Regions from separate parts of the Mus musculus genome. Here regions 1, 2, 4, 5, 6 and 7 are each linked to region 3. The links are chromatin contacts, called in public HiChIP or PLAC-seq and promoter capture Hi-C maps. All regions are on one chromosome and are shown on one strand. The core of a region is the stretch at or near the end of the contact, and the rest is flanking DNA. Distances in the headings are between cores, read along the strand shown. Region 1 holds the start of Chid1 (chitinase domain containing 1). Region 2 overlaps Ap2a2 (adaptor-related protein complex 2, alpha 2 subunit). Region 3 holds the start of Zfp941 (zinc finger protein 941). Region 4 overlaps Kndc1 (kinase non-catalytic C-lobe domain (KIND) containing 1). Region 5 holds the start of Echs1 (enoyl Coenzyme A hydratase, short chain, 1, mitochondrial). Region 6 holds the start of Spef1l (sperm flagellar 1 like). Region 7 holds the start of Tubgcp2 (tubulin, gamma complex associated protein 2).

Evidence for each region. Promoter capture Hi-C pulls out the DNA fragments that hold promoters and counts their contacts. HiChIP or PLAC-seq counts read pairs in DNA pulled down with a chosen protein or histone mark.
Region 1: a promoter capture Hi-C map of embryonic stem cells shows a contact between it and region 3, with 2.1 times the contacts expected there. The contact joins the promoter of Chid1 here to the promoter of Zfp941 in region 3. A contact is called at or near these places in 3 of 39 promoter capture datasets (embryonic stem cells, liver and neutrophils), 1 of 115 datasets of contacts at active chromatin or transcription factors (embryonic stem cells) and 1 of 9 other capture datasets (adipose tissue).
Region 2: a contact with region 3 is called in an H3K4me3 HiChIP or PLAC-seq map of bone marrow-derived macrophages, with 5 times the contacts expected there. The contact joins the enhancer-like site here to the promoter of Zfp941 in region 3. A contact is called at or near these places in 1 of 39 promoter capture datasets (pre-B cells), 1 of 115 datasets of contacts at active chromatin or transcription factors (bone marrow-derived macrophages) and 1 of 9 other capture datasets (liver).
Region 4: an H3K27ac HiChIP or PLAC-seq map of embryonic stem cells shows a contact between it and region 3, with 4 times the contacts expected there. The contact joins the enhancer-like site here to the promoter of Zfp941 in region 3. A contact is called at or near these places in 9 of 39 promoter capture datasets (the 3T3-L1 cell line, the C10 cell line, the HPC-7 cell line and 5 more), 1 of 15 datasets of contacts at CTCF or cohesin (large pre-B cells), 4 of 484 Hi-C or Micro-C datasets (B cells, bone marrow-derived macrophages, embryonic stem cells and 1 more), 5 of 115 datasets of contacts at active chromatin or transcription factors (embryonic stem cells and stem cell-derived neural progenitor cells) and 1 of 9 other capture datasets (macrophages).
Region 5: an H3K27ac HiChIP or PLAC-seq map of embryonic stem cells shows a contact between it and region 3, with 7 times the contacts expected there. The contact joins the promoter of Echs1 here to the promoter of Zfp941 in region 3. A contact is called at or near these places in 14 of 39 promoter capture datasets (the C10 cell line, the HPC-7 cell line, cranial neural crest and 9 more), 4 of 484 Hi-C or Micro-C datasets (bone marrow-derived macrophages, cerebral cortex, embryonic stem cells and 1 more), 32 of 115 datasets of contacts at active chromatin or transcription factors (the 230-238 cell line, the SCID.adh cell line, VIP interneurons and 18 more) and 4 of 9 other capture datasets (adipose tissue, embryonic stem cells, macrophages and 1 more).
Region 6: a contact with region 3 is called in a promoter capture Hi-C map of embryonic stem cells, with 3 times the contacts expected there. The contact joins the promoter of Spef1l here to the promoter of Zfp941 in region 3. A contact is called at or near these places in 18 of 39 promoter capture datasets (the 3T3-L1 cell line, 3T3-L1-derived adipocytes, the HPC-7 cell line and 10 more), 1 of 15 datasets of contacts at CTCF or cohesin (large pre-B cells), 16 of 484 Hi-C or Micro-C datasets (B cells, the G1E-ER4 cell line, the N1E-115 cell line and 10 more), 12 of 115 datasets of contacts at active chromatin or transcription factors (astrocytes, bone marrow-derived dendritic cells, bone marrow-derived macrophages and 8 more) and 3 of 9 other capture datasets (embryonic stem cells, macrophages and pancreatic islet).
Region 7: an H3K4me3 HiChIP or PLAC-seq map of the SCID.adh cell line shows a contact between it and region 3, with 15 times the contacts expected there. The contact joins the promoter of Tubgcp2 here to the promoter of Zfp941 in region 3. A contact is called at or near these places in 14 of 39 promoter capture datasets (the 3T3-L1 cell line, HPC-7-derived erythroid cells, cranial neural crest and 10 more), 1 of 484 Hi-C or Micro-C datasets (bone marrow-derived macrophages), 26 of 115 datasets of contacts at active chromatin or transcription factors (the 230-238 cell line, the NIH/3T3 cell line, the SCID.adh cell line and 15 more) and 1 of 9 other capture datasets (macrophages).

The regions. Positions count from the first base shown.
Region 1 is chr7:141,538,427-141,541,126 of GRCm38.p6, forward strand. Chid1 (chitinase domain containing 1) reads right to left here and starts at 1,402. Exons shown (of 13, transcript NM_001142681.2): 1 at 1,347-1,402.
Region 2 is chr7:141,577,876-141,580,575 of GRCm38.p6, forward strand. All of the region lies in intron 1 of Ap2a2 (adaptor-related protein complex 2, alpha 2 subunit), which reads left to right. Among named protein-coding and RNA genes, the nearest start is that of Ap2a2, 17 kb to the left of the region's middle. Within about 2 kb of position 1,371, at least 98 of the 459 cell types and tissues checked have an H3K27ac peak or open chromatin away from gene starts, as enhancers often do. A contact at or near this core is called in bone marrow-derived macrophages, where this site is marked.
Region 3 is chr7:140,820,867-140,823,566 of GRCm38.p6, forward strand. It overlaps Zfp941 (zinc finger protein 941), which reads right to left and starts at 1,312. Exons shown (of 3, transcript NM_001001180.2): 1 at 1,169-1,312. The coding sequence starts at 1,171.
Region 4 is chr7:139,913,198-139,915,897 of GRCm38.p6, forward strand. Kndc1 (kinase non-catalytic C-lobe domain (KIND) containing 1) reads left to right here. Exons shown (of 31, transcript NM_177261.4): 7 at 285-399; 8 at 785-856; 9 at 943-1,004. Among named protein-coding and RNA genes, the nearest start is that of Kndc1, 20 kb to the left of the region's middle. Within about 2 kb of position 1,409, at least 41 of the 459 cell types and tissues checked have an H3K27ac peak or open chromatin away from gene starts, as enhancers often do. A contact at or near this core is called in embryonic stem cells, where this site is marked.
Region 5 is chr7:140,115,107-140,117,806 of GRCm38.p6, forward strand. It overlaps Echs1 (enoyl Coenzyme A hydratase, short chain, 1, mitochondrial), which reads right to left and starts at 1,315. Exons shown (of 8, transcript NM_053119.3): 1 at 1,201-1,315. The coding sequence starts at 1,288. It also overlaps a transcript of Paox not described here.
Region 6 is chr7:139,977,369-139,980,068 of GRCm38.p6, forward strand. It overlaps Spef1l (sperm flagellar 1 like), which reads right to left and starts at 1,387. Exons shown (of 7, transcript NM_001033465.3): 1 at 1,179-1,387; 2 at 666-777. The coding sequence starts at 1,314. Adam8 (a disintegrin and metallopeptidase domain 8) reads right to left here. Exons shown (of 24, transcript NM_001291066.2): 23 at 2,592-2,666; 24 at 1,564-2,159. The coding sequence ends at 2,109. It overlaps Gm16201 (a long non-coding RNA gene), which reads left to right. Exons shown (of 5, transcript XR_389973.3): 5 at 1-1,612.
Region 7 is chr7:140,035,312-140,038,011 of GRCm38.p6, forward strand. Tubgcp2 (tubulin, gamma complex associated protein 2) reads right to left here and starts at 1,363. Exons shown (of 18, transcript NM_001286007.1): 1 at 1,036-1,363. Zfp511 (zinc finger protein 511) reads left to right here and starts at 1,080. Exons shown (of 6, transcript NM_027201.1): 1 at 1,080-1,295; 2 at 1,509-1,582; 3 at 1,909-2,110; 4 at 2,205-2,329. The coding sequence starts at 1,143.

The sequences.
Region 1 (2,700 bases), core at 152-2,651, 720 kb after region 3:
AAACCAACACAGGGGGCAGCCCACCAAGCCATGGGGCACGTGGCTACCATCCCATCCCAACTATACAATGCAATGCAAACAGGACTGTGATAAGATGGCTCAAGTTATAGTTCTGTCACCAGCACACTGTCTCTGGGCCTCCCTGGGCTCCAGTCTAGAGATCTGTGGAAAGTTCTTTGGAAATTTTCCATCACAGAGTGTTCAAGATTTGAGGCTGCGCTGAGGGTAAGGCCTCATGTACCTAGCAAACTTGAAGGAACCCATACAACTTGCTGTATACCCTCCTACCTGAGGCTGGGCCCTCCACATAGAGCTCATTCTCTATGCCCGACAGCCACTCTGGCCTTGCTAACTCGTTTGCACACTCATGTCATCGTTCGTTCATTTGTGGCTCCACAAGCTATGCACACTAACTCACATATCTGAAATCTCTGACTTCGTTATCTTACATCCTGGTTCATGTTTATACTCCTTTATACACCACTCACCCATGTTTCTTCATATCCAGCTACACTGGCACATACATAAACTTAACACATTCACTACTGTGCTGTTCACACGTGCTTCCTGCGGCTTCTTTTGCCCCACCCCCAAACTCTTTTTTGGAGACAGGGTCTTGCTATGTGGCCCTGGCTGACCTGAAACTCACTCTATAGACCAGGGTGGCCTCGGACTCACAGAGATCCATCTGCCAGCCTTTGCCTCCCGGGTGCTAGGATTAAAGCCATCGCTACGGGCTCTCTTGATTTTATGCAACGGCCTGTGCTCGCTCATATTCTCAGATTACTGTTGGCTCGAAAGCTTCCTCACAGTCACACACTTGGCGCTCACACTTCTACTAAAGAACAATGTCACACTCTCTCCCATACCTGCTCTCACCCTAACACTCTCTCACCCTTGCTCATACTCATCCCCACTCGCTTTCTCACCCCTAATAAAGTCCATGTTCTCACATCTCCCCTCACCCATTCGGGCCCTCACACCCGCTCGCTCTCTCACATACGCCCTTACTCTCAGGCTGACACACCTGCTTTCTGACACCTACTCACCCTCACATCTGTTTCTTCCACCAGCTCACCCTCACATCTGCTTATTCCGCACGAGCTCCCACTCACCCTCACATCTGTTTCTTCTCACACTGACACGATCGCTCTCCCCCTCAAACCCTCTCATCCTCACTCACTTCCTCGCCCTCACATTCATAGCTCCCATATTGCTCTCATCCGTGCCCTCTCCTTCCCGCTCACACTCTGCCCGTTCTGTCCGGGGAGAGCCTCGCTGCCCGACGTTCCCGCATTGTGACGCGGAAGATGAAGCAGTCCCATTGCCGCCACAGCCGGGCTCACCTTCATGTCAGGAGACCGGCCAGACCCATCAAGCACGGCCGGAAGACGATTTAATCAACCGGAAGTCCCGCCCACTGGCCTCCACAAGCTCCCGCTGCGCCACGCCAGCTTCCTAGATGCCTTGCGCACGGCACGCTGGGATGGGGCGGGACCGAGATGGCTGGAGGGCGGAGTTAGAGGTGGAGCCTCGTAGCGACCGGCGAGCTGGAGAAGGGCTGAGAGTGGATCGGGACCGTCAGTTGGATGAAGACAGAGCTGAGTGTGCGGAACGTGTACTTCGTAGCCGTAGGTGCTGTTTCCGCTCCTGCAGCCAGTCCCTCTATTGATCAAGGGCCTGTCGTACAGCAGAATAGTGGGGTCAGATCCCGAAATCCTCCCAGAGAAGTTGGTGGTGATGTTGAACATCCCCTCTCCGGGATTGATGGCTGGCTGCCTCAGCACTGTGCTGAAGTCTACATTACGTCCACTTATGTGACCACCAAGGCCTTTAGGGTCTTGGGAACCCATCCCTGTCAAGTATGGGGGACGTGGGTCACTATGCGCATAGTCAGTTCCGTAGTCTCCCAGATGTGTCAGGACAGACTGTGCGCCAAGTCTTTGAACCTCCACATTATCCCAGTTGCCACATTTCTGTCACTATCTATAGGTTTGCAGTGCCCACTACACTGTCTCCAGTAGAGACACTGCTCCAGGCAATATAACATCCTTCTCCAGATGGCCTAGCACAGCGAACATTCTATCTGCCTAAATCCCAGAGCTGTCTTGGTCCTCGTTTTTGGTCTTGCAAATTGTAGGAGCTAGAACCCACAGAGGCAGACACCACGCTCCCCACCCCCATCTCAGCTTTAGCAAGAGGAGCCCAGACACTTCTTCGAGTGGGTTGAAAGCACACGTGACCAGCATTTTTATTTTTCATCAAGCTGACTAGTCCCCACCCCCATCCCTTGCTGTTCCCAGCAGTTTCCTGCAGAAACCACATTTGGCCTGTCCACACCCAGTTAAACCCTCTGGCCCACTCCACTATGGTCTGTTCCAGGATTTGCAGTGCGGCTGTTTCCCCATTCCTGCTGCTGCAGAGGTTTCTCACTGAGCTGAGCTTCGTGTTCTTCCTTCCGAATCACGTTTCCTCCTTTCTCTTCCCCATATTTTCTGCCAGCTGTCCCCCAAGCCTTTCTACAGGGGCGGGGCTGGGTGTGTATGCTAAGGCATGCTGTGCATCACCATCTGCTTTCCTGGCATCCAGCTCAGCACCCTACTAGGAACAAATGCCCAGAACAGTGATTCCAAGTGGGCAGAACTCTGGAGAGGTGGATGTCCTGAGAATTGTTCAGTCCAAGCAATACTAAAGAGACCA
Region 2 (2,700 bases), core at 121-2,620, 760 kb after region 3:
GTCTCGTGAGTGCTGGAACTAAAGGTGTGTACTATAGCACCTAGACTTAAGCTGTTTTTTAATTCCTTTTTACTAGATGGAAGCTTAACTGGGTGGAGTCTTCCCCTGAGGCTACTTCCTTTATTCCATTTCATCACGTGTTATCTCCATGAACACAGGTCTCAGCTCCATTCCATTTTTGGTGCCCTCTTTCTCATCAATTCATATATTTTGTATTTTTCCTTTCACATCCTGTCCCTTTTCATCAAAATGCTCTTCATAAGAGTGAACAGTAGTAACTACACAGCATAGTTGATACTAGACTGTTTTGAGACTTCCTTTGCTAATGCAATTAATCTGGGCCTCTTTAGCCTTAGGCAGACTCTTCTCACAAGGTAAAAAAAAGCAGCCACATTCTTCACCAAAATATCACAAGAATAATCTTTAGGCCACATACTAAAATTCTTTTCTTGAGCCAGGCTCCCATGGTTCAAATCACCCTCAGCACCACTCTCTCCCGTGCTTCTCCTAGTATGGCCCATTAAGTAGCACTTAAAGCATTCCACTGCTTTCCTAAACCCAAAGTCCCCAAACCCCCCATTCCTCCAAACAAAAGCCTGGCCAGCCCTATCACAGCAATACCCAGTTCCTGGTACCAACTTCTGTCTTTGGGTTTTATTGCTGTGAAGAGACACCATAACCATGGCAACTCTTATAAAGGCAAACATTTAACTGGGGTTGGCTTACAGCTCCAGAGGTTTAGTCTGTTGGCAGGAAACATGGTACCTTACAAAACAGACATGGTGTTGGAAAGGGAGCTGAGAGTTCTATATCTTATTCCACAGGAAACAGAAGGAAACTGTGTGCCATACTGGGCTTAGCATGAACATAGGAGACCTCAAAGCTCATCCCCACAGTAACACACTTCCTCTAACAAGGCCATACCTACTCTAAAAGGCCACTATTTCAAATAGTGCCACTCTCTATAGGTGACACTATTCAAAACACCCATATTCTCTCTATTCAAACACAGGCGATGGGGGCCATATCTATTCAAACCACCACAGAGTTCTAGGATATCCTGGGCTACACAGAGAAGCCTTGAGGGCAAGTGGATGGTCACCTGAGGGCGATCTCTAGCTTCTACATGCACACATGGGTAGGGACATCCACATAGACATGTGCACACCTGAAAGTGAAAGAATGAAAAACCCTAGTCACTGTGGCTCACAGCTTACCTCAGTGACGCTCACAGACAGTTCTGGTGTCTGAAAGATCTGGGGTGAGTTCTCTTAACTTGCCAAGTTGTGTTGAATGTGGGTGGCTCCAGTGGAAGTACTTAAGTCTTCTCCTTGATTGGCTGTTAGTCTAGGGTGGGGGTGGTGGCTTAGTGTAAATATGGTTACCATGTGACCAGGACTTCCTCTGTGAAACTGTAAGGATATGTATATACAGAGACTTACATGTGAATATGACAGTCAGGGTCTCACTGTGTAGCCTTGGCTGGCCTGTGGGATATTAATTTATTGAGACTTATTTTGATTTTTTTTTTTTGTTTTTTTGAGATAGGGCTTCTCTGTGTAGCTTTGGTGACTGTCCTAGAACTCTATAGATCAGGCTGACCTCAAACTCAGAGATCCACCTGCTTCTGCCTCCTGAGTGCTGGAATTAAAGGTGTGTGCGACCACCACCACTGGGCTTGTTTATTTAAAGATATATTTATTTTTATGAATGAGCATTTTTATGTATGAGCAGTTTGCTTGTGTGTGTATCTCTTATATGTGCAGTGCCTGAGGGAGTCCAAAAAGGGCATTGGATCTTCTGGAAATGGAGTTGCAGACGGTTATGAACTACCATGTGGGTGCTGGGAACAGAACCTGTGTCTTCTGTAAGACCAAGTGTTCTTCACTCCTGAGTCATGTCTCTAGCCTCATACATTTTTTTAAAGCTTTATTTGTTAGTTTTATGTCTACGACTGTTTGGACTGCATTTCTGTATGTGTACCCTGTGCATGTGTAGTGCCCTCAGAGGTCAGAGGAGGTCTTACTGCCCTCGAGCTGGTGTTAACGAATGATAGCGAGCTACCATGTGAGCATGGGGATGTGGGGACTGGACTTAGATCCTCTGTAAGGACAAGTGCTATTTATCACGGAGCCATCCCTCTTGTCCCAAGAATGTTATTCTTGATAGCCCCAAAGTTAGAAAGAACCCAAAAGCCACTAGGTAACAAACTATGGAGCGCTGTGACATCATCACTGTGACATCATCACTGTGACATCACTAATAAACCTGGCTGCGCTGGCAGCTGCTTGACAGCACTGCTGAGGAAAGAGGCCAGACTTAAACCACACACGCCGGGCTTTCCCACGTAGACGGCTAAGAACAGGCAAGCCTGTTACAAGCCAGTTGTGGTTGCCAGGGGCTGGTAAATGACTTGCTAATATGGAGTTTCATTTGGAGAGATCAAGGGTAGACAGATAGGGCTGTGTTGGAAGCCACTGAGGTACATGTTTAATGTGAGTGAACAGTGTGGTCTGTGAATCATATCCCAAAGAGCTGCTAAAAAAGATGGTCTAGTCTAGTGTGTCAGAGCCACATGGGTTTATCCACCAGGGCTTATTGGCAGAGCAATTTTTAATGTTCTGTGAATTAATTTTCTCCCCTCCCTTCTCCTCCCCTCCCCTCCTTCCTTAGAAGCTCACTCCATATCCCTGCTGTCAA
Region 3 (2,700 bases), core at 62-2,561:
AGAGAAACCCTGTCTCGAAAAACAAAAAAAAAAAGAAAGAAAGAGAGAAAGGAAGAAAGAAAAAAGGAAACACACTGTCAAAAAAAAAAAAAAACCCTTACTAATCTATTTGAAAATTATGGTTTGCTTTCTTTTCAGACACTATTAATATGCACACACCTAACAACGCAAATTAAGAGCAACATCTGAGTCTTACACTTTTTTCAATTTTTTTCCTATTGTTTATTAACTATTTGTTTTGAGCTATATTTTGGATTTTTAAGACACTTGGGAATATATGATTTTTTTTTCCTGAAAAATAAAAGAAAGGAGTGTATATCTATGACAAGAAAATGTGCTACAATGAAAAGCTGCCCACAAAGGTCTGCTTCAGGCCCTTCACGAGTACAGCCAGTACCTTCCATAAATGTGAGCCTTCATTCTCAAAAGCAAAACAAGCACAGAACTTTAAAAGCTTCTGAATCAAATATAATGATTTATGCAGGATACTTAAGGAATCCCCAAGCTTGAGAGATGGATCAGTGGTTAAAAATCCCTTGCTGTTCTTACAGAGAACCAGTTTGGCTCCCATTGCCCATGTCAGGTGACTCACAACTGCCACCCCTGATCCAACAGATCCAATGACCTCATCCACAAGCACGTCACATTTGCGTGTGTGCATGCGTATACCTAAAATAACAATAAAAATGTTAATTCCACAAGATAAAGAAAAAAGCAGTTATCAATATAGTGGAAAATTTGGCCGACTGCGCATTAACCAAGTTTTCATCAGCTATGTAGAACAAAATGGCAGAAAGCAGCATCTGGCTCCAGGATCTTTCTTGCCCAGCTGCTGATGGAAACCACACAAGCCAGCCAATAGGAATCCTTCCCTGAGATCACGGTGATCAGCACATCTGAAGTGTATGGCAGGAACACAGCCGCCCAGAGATGGCTCGCTCAGCAGGATCTGAGCACACTACGCAGGGTGGGCAACTAACAGCTTTACCAGGGACCCACTGTCCGCCTAGCACCACCCTGCAAAAGGACCAGACGAGACCCAGAGTCCCCACTGTCTGCACAGCCCCGCCCCAAAACGGAGGAGAGTTGGAACCCCCGCTACCCTGGGGCAGCCTCCAGGGAGACCTGTGGAGGCTGGATCCCGCCAGGACGTCAGGCAGACACTCACCATCTCCTCGCTTCTATAGTATCCCGGGCCCCTACGCGTGCCTCTGGGACCAGATCACAGGATGACAAAGCACCTAACAACGTCAGTGCCTCTGCTGCAGAACAGCAGGAGCTCCCAAAGGTGCCAAAGATGGCCAGCTCCAGCGAAAGCACGCGAGGTTTTGAGAGCCTGCCCACCGCTCTGGCCACGTTCCTAATTGGACAGTTATCAAACAACACCTCTGATTGGACAGGGCTCCAGGCCCAATTCCTCTACCTTAGGATGGCAATAAATGATTGCTGTTGATCTGTTTTGCATTGGGTTTGGGTTTCAATTTCAATTTGGTTTGGGTGGATTGAGCCCAGGACTTCTGTCAGCAGCTATGTTAAAGGCAAATTTTCCACCAGGAGGACATAGCCCATCAAAAGACATTTTAATTTAACTTTACATAGTCATTATCAATTTATTGATATGTAACTGATCTGTAAATATTCATACAGAGGAATATAATGATAGTTACCTTTAAGCCCATCAAATGGCATTTTAATTTAACTTTAAATAGTCATATCAACTTATTGATATGTAAATGATCTGTAAATATTCACACAGAAGAATATAATGATCGCTATCTTTAAAATTCACTTAACCTTTCCAGTCTCTGGTGTTACAGTGTTCTAGTACACAACTAGAGAGTAAATGTTAGAAAGCTCAGAAGAGGCGGCTTCTGAGGTTAAGAACTAGTACTCGTTCTTCCAGAGGACCTTAGGTCTGTTCCTGGCACCCAGCCGACTCATAGCTGCCTATGCCTCCAGCCCACTTCTGGCCTCCCCCAGCACTGCACTTAAGTGCACATATTCCCTGGGCACTCACATAAAACAAGGGGCTGGAGAGATGGCTCATAGGTTAGGAGCACTGGTTGTTCTTCCAGATGATAAGGGTTCCAGTGGTCCCTGAAGACTGCCTTTGTGAGATGTAGGTTTAACTAGAGAGAAATAGGGAGAGGACACTGCCGGTGTGTATAATTAATCATCCCTAGTAGTCAAGTATGGTTGGGTTGATGATCAGTTTGGGTTCTGCAAGGTGGTCTTAGCAGACCAATCTGGTTTGCATTATGACTCTTGCTTCTCTATAGAACCTCAACTGCCCGCATTTGGAGATGGTCTATCCTAGGCGCCCTCAATTGTTTGGAAGTAATTTTTATTCCCTAGAGGTATTTATCAGTCCTGTAGTTTCTAGAATTCAAAGAATTCCAGTGGGACTTGGGAGCTGGAACAGGACATTGTAAACGCTAAGCGATGTGTAAAGGGGGTAGATACAAATTCAAAGCAGAACTGCCAGGCTTTGATTTACTCTGCATTTACTCCATGTGGACCCAAGTGAAAAATCAGTAATACTATTTTGATAAAAAGTGATTTGGGAGTACTGTTTTATCGGGAAGCAACTTAAGCTTTGACGTGAGAGGCAATCCCTCAATGCAGGAATGCCCACCACATATACAATGTGAGGCCCAGTGTAAAGTTTAAAGTTTCTCCTATTCACATTTTTTAAATTAG
Region 4 (2,700 bases), core at 159-2,658, 910 kb before region 3:
ATCTTAGGGGTACCCAGTGTTGTATCTTGAGGTAATTCTCTGTACTTTCTCGGAGGATCTGCCATCTTCTCTCATGGCAACTGTACCAGCTCATGGGTGAGGGCTCCTGTTTCTCCATACACTTACCCACACTCGTGTTTAATTTGGAGAACTTTTCCAGCCCCTGGCATAGGGGGGATACTGCAAGTAGAAACAGAAGCACTAAGCGCACATCTTTCTCCGTGGAAACCCTTCCTTGACATCAGGTGGACAAAGCGTTCTTATGTAACCCTTCTTTTCCACAGAGCCTGTCCCTGAAGGACCTTCTGTCTAAGCTAGGCCGGCCCTTCAGGGAGTACGAGCTGTGGGCACTGTGCCTCTCCTGCCTTAGCACTCTGCAGACACACAAGGAGCACCCAGGTGATGGGTCACCCTGCTCTCCTTGAGCCCTGAGCCCAAAAGCTGGGGAGGGAGAAAAGGGAGTGGGAGAATGGCTGCTGTGACACTGCAACCTCTTAGCCTGGAGTCTGGAGAATGTGAAGGGCCCAACCTACTTCACCCAGCCATTTCCAGGGGCAGAGCAATATGGACCATGTCCCCACCCATCCTCCCGTTTATTCTTAATTCGATGAGGGTGATATACCCTAACAGTGTTCCTAGGCAACTGTTGGCTAGAATGGCCAGCCCTCCAGTGTCTGTCCAGTCTTGACAGGTTTTTCTGGGGTCTCTGTGTGGTCTGGAATCCCCTGATGCTGGCAAGGGAGCTGCCCACACACGGCTGCATACTTGATCCGCTCTGTTGCAGCTCACCTGTGCCTGGACAACGTGTTGGTGGCCGAGGACGGGACAGTGTTCTTCGGACCGCCCCCTGCCAATGGTACACAAGGGTCACTCTCGGGGGCAGAGAACCAGAGCGGGTTCCCCAAGGAAGGAAGAATAACCAAACTGTGGTTGCCTTTCTAGGCGCCTACAACTCACTCTTCTTGGCTCCCGAAGTGTCAGAAGAGAAGCTGGTGACAGAGAAGGTAACCAACCACATCACCTCTCTCGCTCCATCCTCACCCTCTGCCCAGTGGATCGCGGGGCCAGATGGCCTAAACGTGGCACCCATCTTACTCGCGGGGCTACTGTAGCTGCGTTCACTGATGTCTTCTGAGTCATGGGCGTGCCCTGGGACGCTGGGCGGGACGAGCTCCAGTCCGAGGGCGTAGACCCGCCGCCACTAACAAGCTAATATAATAGGCTCTTATAAATTTTAAATTAAATGAACTAAATTACACTCAGAACCTAATGCAGCCCCCACCCTGGGAATCAGGTCAGCTGATCCTCCAGGCTTTGGCTTATCTGGTACTCGACAAGGCAGGGACCAGGTCTTGGGAGGGAATGGGCGGAGCAATATAGAAGGCGGGGCCATGGGGGGCGGGTGGGAGGAGTGAAGGAGCAGGGTGATACCAGACAGGGCCGAGCAAACCAAGGTTTTTTCAGTCTCCTATGCTGGACCCTGCTACTAAAGAAGTGGCACCTGGAAAACTCCGCAAAGGTAAAGGGAGCCTCCCCGGGGTCAGGCTTACTAGCCAGAGGGCCAGGAAGGAGCAAGTGACTTCAGCTGGCCTGCCTGCTCCTTTTGCTTGCACAATGTGTCTGGGGTCCATTGGCCAGCCTAGACCTGAGACCCTGAGAGCAACAGAGGTGTGCTGGCCTTGGCTGCCCATGCTGAGGAGTCACCCACGACGGTGCGGGGAAGCTAGGACTATAGACATGTGGACAAGGAAAAGAAATGAGATCAAAATTTGAACAGGCCCGAGAAGCTTGCCCTAGAAAACCAAGCATTCATGGCATCAGAATTCTAGAAGGAAAGAAAACTGTGGGCGAGGCAGAAGAGTAATCAGTGAGTGAGTAATGAATGAAAAATATCCAATTGTGTCAAAACACATAAGCCTACCACTCAAGAAACGGAAAAGAAGGGGATTAACCTAAAGAAACCAACGCTATGTTGTAGTGAAACCCCTCGGAAAGCTGAAGGTCAAAAGAGAAACAGTTTATCTATGTTCGGGGTAAACGGTTCAAATGGCAACTGAGTTCCTACCTGATGACCTTAAAAGTGGAAACCTTTTACCTAGAGTCCTCTGTTCCGCAAAACCCCTATGTGTCAAGAAGCTCTCAGAAGGAAAAACAAAAAGAACTAAAAATGTATCACAGACAAGAGTAGTTAGTGCCGTGGGTTCTAAAGAGCCAAAAGAAAGACTGGGCTTGCAAAATGGTTGATTCAGTGGCTAAAGCGCTTGCCGAGTAAAGCCCGGCAGTTAAGTCTGGATCCAAGCCCTAGAGTGAAGGGGTTCCGTAGAGAAATCTCGCACCACAGATTTCACACACACACCATCCACACGCAATAATAATATGGTTTTGGAGCCGTGTGTGTGTGTGTGTGTGTGTGTGTGTGTGTGTGTGTGTAGTATAAAGACTGAGCTGGAGAGATGGCTTGGTGGCTCAGAGCAAGTAGAGTTTTATTTGTAGCAGCCACAGCAGGTAGCTTCTCCGGTAACAGCTCCGGGGTATCAGATAACAGCTTCATTTGTTTATAAATGTCTGTGGAGGAAATACTTAATCAAAAGTGGGAGAGGCGAGCTGGATGCAGACTTGGAGGACGTTGACAATGATCCACTGTGCAAACAAGCCACTAGGAAGCAGTCTGATAGACAAAGGGATGCCCTAGAAACAGGG
Region 5 (2,700 bases), core at 65-2,564, 710 kb before region 3:
CTGACCCCATTGCATACACTAGCATGATTTTGCTGAAAGGACCCAGATATGGCTGTCTCTTGTGAGACTATGCCGGGGCCTAGCGAACACAGAAGTGGATGCTCACAGTCAGCTATTGGATGGATCACAGGGCCCCCAATGGAGGAGCTAGAGAAAATACCCAAGGAGCTAAAGGTGCAACCCTATAGGTAGAACAACATTATGAGCTAACCAGTACCCCGGAGCTCTTGACTCTAGCCGCATATGTATCAAAAGATGGCCTAGTCGGCCATCAACAGAAAGAGGCCCATTGGACTTGCAAACTTTATATGCCCCAGTACAGGGGAACGCCAGGGCCAAAAAGTGGGAGTGGGTGGGTAGGGGAGTGGTGGGGAGGGTATGGGGAACTTTTGGGATAGCATTGGAAATGTAAATGAGGAAAATACTAAATAAAAAATATTAAAAAAAAATTCACAGTGGAGTACTAGAAGTCTGTAGAGGAGTTGAGCCAAGGAGTGGGAAGGGAGGAACTATTCAGCTGGCTAGGAAGGAAAGTGGGTGTGTCGGTATGGGCTACGCTGATTGGGTGGCTTGAAGGACACGATCAGGAGAGACTGTGGAAACAGCAGAGACTAGACAGGAGGCACTATGGACAAACCTTTCCCAATACCCAGGCTGTCTTACTTAACCTACTTTCACATTCTCTTAAAGCTACCTAAACACATGGGATTTCACAACCAACATGCATGTTCCCAGCTGACACTCATAAAAGTTCGAGCGTTGAGAAGCTATTACACCCAGAGCCCTCCCACTAGACATGGCTTCGAGGTGCTAGGATCTGGCTGGGCTTGTAAGGTGAGACTAAGGTCAGACTGAGGAGCGGGGAACGGGGTAAGGAATTGGGAAGGGGTCAGTCGAGCGCTGGAGTTGGAGGCTCAGAAGGAAGATCACCAAGCTAGAGTCAGTGGTCACTTGCAGGAAATCTGGGTTTAGTGTGGGGATGCGTACTCGAATCCAGGGTCCAGGTACTTCAGAGTCAAGTGTTGGGAGTGCATGCTTGTGGAAGTAGGGGGTCAGACAAAAGATCTAGAGTTAGGAGAGAAGGGCCAGGATCAAGTGAGGATGCGTGCAGGCCGGGGTTTAGGGACCACCCAGAGGTTATGGGTGGAGAAACCACCCAACGTGGGTGGGGTGACGCACCCCGCCGGTGTCCGCACTCACCCGAGGCGAAGCGCCGTAGTTCTGGGCAGCGGACTGAGGACAACAGTGAGCTACAGGCTCTGGGCAGCAGAGCACGCAGGGCCGCCATGGCGGAGAGACGATGTGTTCCGCCCACAGAATCGCCCCGCCTGCAGAATCGCTCCGCCCCAGATCCCAGGCGGGATGAAGACGGAAGCTTAAGGGGTGGACCCGTGACCTGAGCGGGCTGGTACAGAGGGCGGGGTGGGGCAGCGTGGGGTGCTGGGCTGCGGTTCTTGGAGTAGTCTGTTAATTGCATCACTTTGGTGGTGTGCCCTTGGCGGGTGCCCGGTTTACGAAGCCAGACTGGGAGACATGGCTGTGCCCTTTCCCCTGTGATGGCCGTATGCTTTCGTTCTTGACCAGGGGAAAAACTACGGGAAGACGCGATCACAGATACAGTAATAAAGCATAAAGCGGTAAAGTGCAAGACGGTTTTGTTTAGCTTTGTGTGAGGGTCTTACTTCATAGCCCTGGTTGGCTGGAACCCTCCTTATGGGCCAGGCTGTTTCTCAATCTCACAGAGATCCATTTGCCTCTGCCTTCCAAATGCTTGGATTAAAGGCATGAGCCATTATACCCTGCTCCAGAGGTATTCTTTACATGACAACTGACTAGCTTCATAACACCAGGTTAGAAATAGCTGTGATTTTACAAGATGAGAAGATTTCACATAAATTTAAAAGAAAGCCAATGTTTTGTTCACGTAAATTATCTTGAATTATAACTTAAAAATATTTAGCAAGTATTATCAGGCCTTCATTTGTATTCTTGCCCTGGTCCTGCAAACCCTAGGATAGAGATAAAGGACAGAATCTCCAGACAAAAGCAAGCTTGATACTGTTATGCCGGGAAGTTTGTGAACCCCAAAAGTCCACCAAGGAGCCTTTTCGATGTAATAGTATTAGGGTCTCTATTACAGGCTCAGGCTTGGGCCCTCTCCTCCAACTCAACCCTGACACAGCAGGACAGGAAGGGAAGGCAGAGAAGCCTTGAACTCTCATCTGGACAGGGCTTTACAAGAAATGGAAGGTAAGAGAGGGGGTGTCCATCTTGGAAAGTATCTAACTGAAGGTCTATTGTAAGCCGACTGTATTCAGTCACAAAGGGTCTGAAAGTGCATCTGAAACAATCAGGCTAGTCTTTGTTTTACTGTTGTTAGGAAGTAGCTACAGAGTAACGCTGGCCAAGGACAAGCCATGGGGTCTTTCCTGGTACGTGGGTACAACCTGGGTTCTTCTGTAGGTCAAGTTCTCAGGCTTTTTTTTTTTTTTTCTTTTAGATAGAGGCTGGTCCCAAGATGGAGTAGGTTTGGATTCTCAATACTTTAAAGAAAACAATCCAAACCAGAATAGAACAGTCAGCAAACTTTATTTCAAGACTAAGATAGAATATAAACAGAAACAGACCACCACCAAACCTTTGCTCCAGGTCTCTGTGTTAGCATAGGCTAAGCAACCATGACAGTAGTTCCAAAATGAA
Region 6 (2,700 bases), core at 137-2,636, 840 kb before region 3:
TTGAGTGGCGCATGGCTATCTCATTCTTGGCCTTTGGAGCTATGTCTCAGGAGATCGCAGAACATGGGGTGCTCTATCAGGCCATGTTCTCTGCATTCATTCTCATCTCTCTACTGGCTTGCCCTCGGTAAATCCTGTTGAGACAGCTCAACAGTACCTGGAAACCTGCAGCTGGGCCCTCTCAGCATGATCATCTCCCTTGAGGTCTCTTTTCATCTCTTCCCTCTCAAACATAAGCCCATGAGATTAGACCCAGGCCTGAGCCCAGCAATGTTTCTATTCCAATCTGAGCCAGTCTTTTGGGGGTGCCCACACAGGTTCTCCACCTTGCTCTGCTCAGACACTTCCCGAGGGCCCTCTGTGATTGGACTACATCAGACATATCTGCCCGACTCTGTCCTTGAGATCACTTATTATACACAGGCAGAGTCTTGTCTGAGGACATTTGGGGAGGTGAAGTAAAACTCTACTGATCCGTAAGGGAGCAGGCTAGCTGATAGGCTGCCCTAGCACCCCCAGGAGTGGTACTAGGGGTACTAGTGCCCTAGTACCCCTGGTTGTGGTACTCTTCTATAGGCAAGGACCCACAGTTAGGCAGTCAGAGACCCATGGCTGGAGAGAGCATCCCGGGGTCAACCTAGGTGGGCTGAGCTCCCAGGCCTTGCCTGTTGAGAAGGCTCCAGTTGCTCAGCTTCTGGTCTGTACTGCAGGCTGGGACGTAGCTGTGCAAGTCCACCAGCCGAGGGCGGAAGTGCTTCACAATCTCGGCCACCAGCACTGTGGGAATGCGAGGGGAACTTGGCTTGCCTGGTCAAGACCCTGGGTTGCAACTGTAATCCCTGACCACATGAGATGCATGGAATGGAGTGGGAAGGACACGAGCTTTTCCTGGGGAGCCCATAATTGTCCCCGAGTCTGGCACGGCACCTAGACTCCAGGTCAGACCAAGTGGTAGGATGGCCTGGGAAGCTAATACAGCGTGAGAGCCCAGGGGGAGCTGGAAGAGCCACAGGAGGCCCTGTTTGCTACTACCTTTCCTAAGGAGCACGAGTCTGGACTCAAGAACCGCTCCGTTCCCCCAACACCCACACCCGTACTAGGGGGCTGGAGGCAAGGGTGGCCCTCAGCTTTGAGTCCTCTTCATCATCCGCCCCATAGCGCCTCGCCCTCACTCGCACCACCATCACTGAAGTCCCGAGCCAAGTGGCGCTTGGGGCGGCTGAGTGGGAGCCGGTCCAGCCAGGCGCAGAGGTTATGAATATCCCCAGGCGTTGGCAGGAACGAAGCTGAGCTCGGCTTGGAAGCACTGAGCATGGCAGAGAAGTGGGTGTGCAGCAGAGAAACACAGCGGAAGAAACCTGGCGGGTTTGGACCGTTGCTGGGAGACGCGGCACAGCCGGAAGGGGCGGGGCCCTAACCGCGCTGGTCCCTCCCTCGATCCCAGGAAGGATTGGTCCTCCTGCACGCCCAGAGATCGGGCTGAATCAAGGTGGATGGTTAAAAAACGAAGGGAGATGGTAGGTGAAATTGTTTGATCTGGTGTAATAAAAACAAACTGCCATGTAGAATGTGATCTATAATCTATTGATAAAATAGAATCTTTATTAGTGAATAGTGTTTAGTCATAATTTCAACAACTAATCTGTTTCAATCCGGAGATGACGGCAACTTCTTGTCCCAACACCCCAAGAACGACGTCTTTTCCTTTCCTAAGTCTCATACACGAGTGGGATGTAGATACAGGAACTGTGCCTTGGAGAGAGGTCACTGTGTGAGGGCCAGTGCAGAAGTTGCTGGGAGGGGACTCCTGGCATTCTGTCCACCCAGAGACAGACAGACTTGATCACGCCCACTGCAGGGTACACCGCCCCTGCCTAGCAACTAGCATACGCAGATGTATGGTCTAAGCTGGCCAAGGCCAGTGAGAGGCCACTGGTTCATGAGGGCATCTGGACAGCAAGAGCCACAGAAAGATTATTCCTGAGGTAGGAACAGCGTGTGCAGGTCCAGCCTGGGTGGTGGTTGTGGTGTTGCTGAAGGAACACATTTATAGGAGCAGTGGTATCTCCAAACGTCCACAAACGATGGCCCTGGGGTGCCCTAGCTGGTCACCTCTTCTGGATGGGGACCTTCAGAGCAACCTTTGGCTCACCAGCTCCCTGCCAAGAAAAAAAGGAAATCGATATTAAAGAGGACCTGATAAGAGAGAGGTCCAGCTGAAAATACCCATTGCCAGTTCTTTAAATTTAGACTTCCACTTCCCCTAACAACAGAATGGGCCCGACCTCACAAGATGACTGTACTAGCATTTCATATATACTGTAGACTAGCCATATGAAAAGGAAAATTCCATAGCCCCCGAAAGCCGCAAGCACTGGAAAGTTCTGGCAAATTATAAAGCAGACATCAAGCCTGTTATTGAGGATTTTTTTTTCTTTCTTTTTTTTTTTTTTCAAATGTCACTAAAACTTACCAGCTAAGAAAATGAAAACAGCCACTCACCCTCCGAAACAGTGCCACAGTCAGCAGGAGGGTTCCTGCAAGATGGACTCCCCCTTCCCCTTCCCCTTCCCCTTCCCTCTGAGGCTCACCTGAGTTGCTCCAGGCACCGTCCCTCCAGTCCCGGGCTTGACTGGTGGTGTCGGGGGTGCAAAGGTTGGCTTGACCTGGGAGGAACCAGACACAGCTGACTGAGAGCAT
Region 7 (2,700 bases), core at 113-2,612, 790 kb before region 3:
CAGGTGGATTTCTGAGTTTGAGGTCAGCCTGGTCTAACAAAGTGAGTTGTCCAGGACAGCCAGGATACACAAAGAAACCCTGTCTCGAAAACAAAAAACAAAAAACAAAACAAAACACCTAACCAAGACATGGCCTGTCAAAAACATTTTATCATTTGCAAAATGTCAAGAATCCAAATACTTTTACAGAGACAAAAGTGAGAGAGATGATATCACGCCTGGTCATAAGCAGCTGTCTAAAGACATAGAAACGCTCATTTCCAGGGCTTAATTACAGAAAGGCTTTCCTTCCTTCATCCCTCCCTCCTTCTCTTCTTCGCCCCCCCGCCCGTGCCTCTCCCTGCTCCCCAGGTCCCTCTCCTTAGGGGGAAGGTTTTACTATAAATAAGAGAGAAAACATCCAGAGACATTTGGAAGAATCCAGAACAGAGAGAAAGAGAAACAGACCGAGCAAGGCCTGGGCTGAGAGAGAGGGAGAATAATCCCAAAAGGCTTTCATTTGTATCTATTAAACAGTAGCGTCCCTTCTTTCTTGACACTTATATTCATACTGGGGGAGGGTGACCTACTTTGGTAGAGGAGCAAAGTTAAAGCCCCTCAAAGTGTCAGCCGCACGTTTCGATCGTCTTTTTGTTTAGGTTAGGGTTTCTTTCCACACCTGTCTCTACTGCAGCAGGCCCTGATCCCTTCACCCCTGAACCCCGAGCACCAGCAGCAGATGCAGAAAACCCGCAGGCCAGCACCGCAGTCACCGCGGGGCTGTCAAGAGAGGAGTCACACTAACCACGAACTTCCCAAGGCCACTGCCTCCAATTGGACTCCTGGAGAGGACTGAAAGAGCCAGAGAGGCAGTCGCACCGTGGAGCGAGACAAGCCCGGGCTGGCGGACGGAACCGCCGGCGGCAGAGGCCCAAGAGAATCAGGCTCTTCCCCGCTGCAGGCCAGCCTGGCTCCGGTACCCGATCCCGCGCCCGGCTCCAGCCCCGCCCTTCTCCGACCAGTTCCCGCCACAACACAGACCCAGCCCTGACTCACCTCCGCGCGTCGCGTCCCGCCCCGCAGGGTCGCCACAGGAAGTTAGTAGACGTCACGTCCGTCACCACCCCTCCGACGGTGGCCGAAGGGCCGCGGCGGCCGTGGTGATGTTGCTTCCCCCTGCACTATATTCCCGCCTGGCCGGGGAGCCGGGGGCAGCCGAACCGCTGCCCGTGGAGAGGAACCCTGCGGCTGGGGAGGCACCCTTCCGATTCGCGCCGCGTGCCGTGCGCTTCCCGCGGGATCACGAATTCTTCGAGGTGCGTGACAACCCGGGCGGAAGATGTCCTGAGCCCCACAGGGAGGGGCCTAGAAGCAAGACTGTCGCTGTGGGCGGGGCTTGTGGGGACCGGACCTGTGGACCGGATCAAGGGGCTGGACACAGCTCTATGGGTTGGGGCGTGGCTCCGAGCTGTAGGGCGTGGCTTCGATGCCGGAGTCCACCCACAGCTCTTGACGCGTGTCTTCTGTAGGATGGGGATGTGCAGCGGCACCTGTACTTGCAGGACATGCTCACGCAAGTGTCCGAGACGCCGGAAAAATCCATGTGAGCACCTTGGCTTCGAGGCCTTACTCGGCTTGCTAGCGCTATCCTGATTCCTCCTCTCTCGTCCGCTTACACCCTGGGACTCCGACCCCTCCCAGTTGACACCCGAGTAGCATCCACTTAGCACCACCCTGCCCTAACAGGAGCATGGCTTGGCTGGACTTCCCTCCCCTAGTCTGTTAGTAAGGTTTGGGGTGGCACAAGAAGCGCTCTTCTTGTTTCAGGCTCAGCTGGAATATGGGTAAGAAGTTCCGCCGGAATTCCTGCCTTGGGATAGTTGGGGGAAGGGGGAAACATTCTTCCAAGAGACACACCTCCTTTCCCAGGGTGCCTGAGTTCACCTGTCAGGTGGCTGGCTGTTGCCAAGTGTTTGCCGCCATAGAAGACTACCAGCACCACTACCACATGATGCATGGAAACACCTGCTCCTTCTGCAACCGTGCCTTCCCCTCTGGGCATTTGCTGGATGTCCACATCCTGGAATGGCACGACTCTCTGTTTCAGATCCTGGCCCAGAGGCAAGACATGGTGGGTGCTGACTGCACTGGGTGCATCTGCAGTGGTGACTGGGATTAGGGCTTAGGGCAGGGTGAGAGTAGAGGTGACACTTTATTCTTTGTAGTACCAGTGCTTGGTTGAAAGCTGCCCAGAGAAGTTCAAGACCAGCCAAGACCGGAAGGATCACATGGTGAGGCTACACCTGTACCCTGCGGATTTCCGATTTGATAAGCCCAAGACGAACAGAGGGTACGTGAGGGACCCAGTTGTGACTGTCCCCAGTCTTAAGCCTGGGAACAGACACTGTAATCAAATCTTAGTGAGGACACTAACAGAGCAGAGGGTGAGGTGCTAGCAAGTGCTTGTGCTGGTGTGGTGTCTTCCATGGCCCTCTGATGCTACCAGCAGGGCACTGGGGACTGTCCCAAGTGTGTGTGCTTTTCCCATGGAATCCCCTGTGTGCTCTTCACACTTCTCCCATGGAACCCCCTAGGGTTTCTCTCTCTCTCTCTCTCTCTCTCTCTCTCTCTCTCTGCTTACTTTTATAAACTTGCCAACAAAGCTGTCTGTTAGCATGACTGTTTAGACTGCCCTAAGGAGAATAATTCCTGGAATAACTT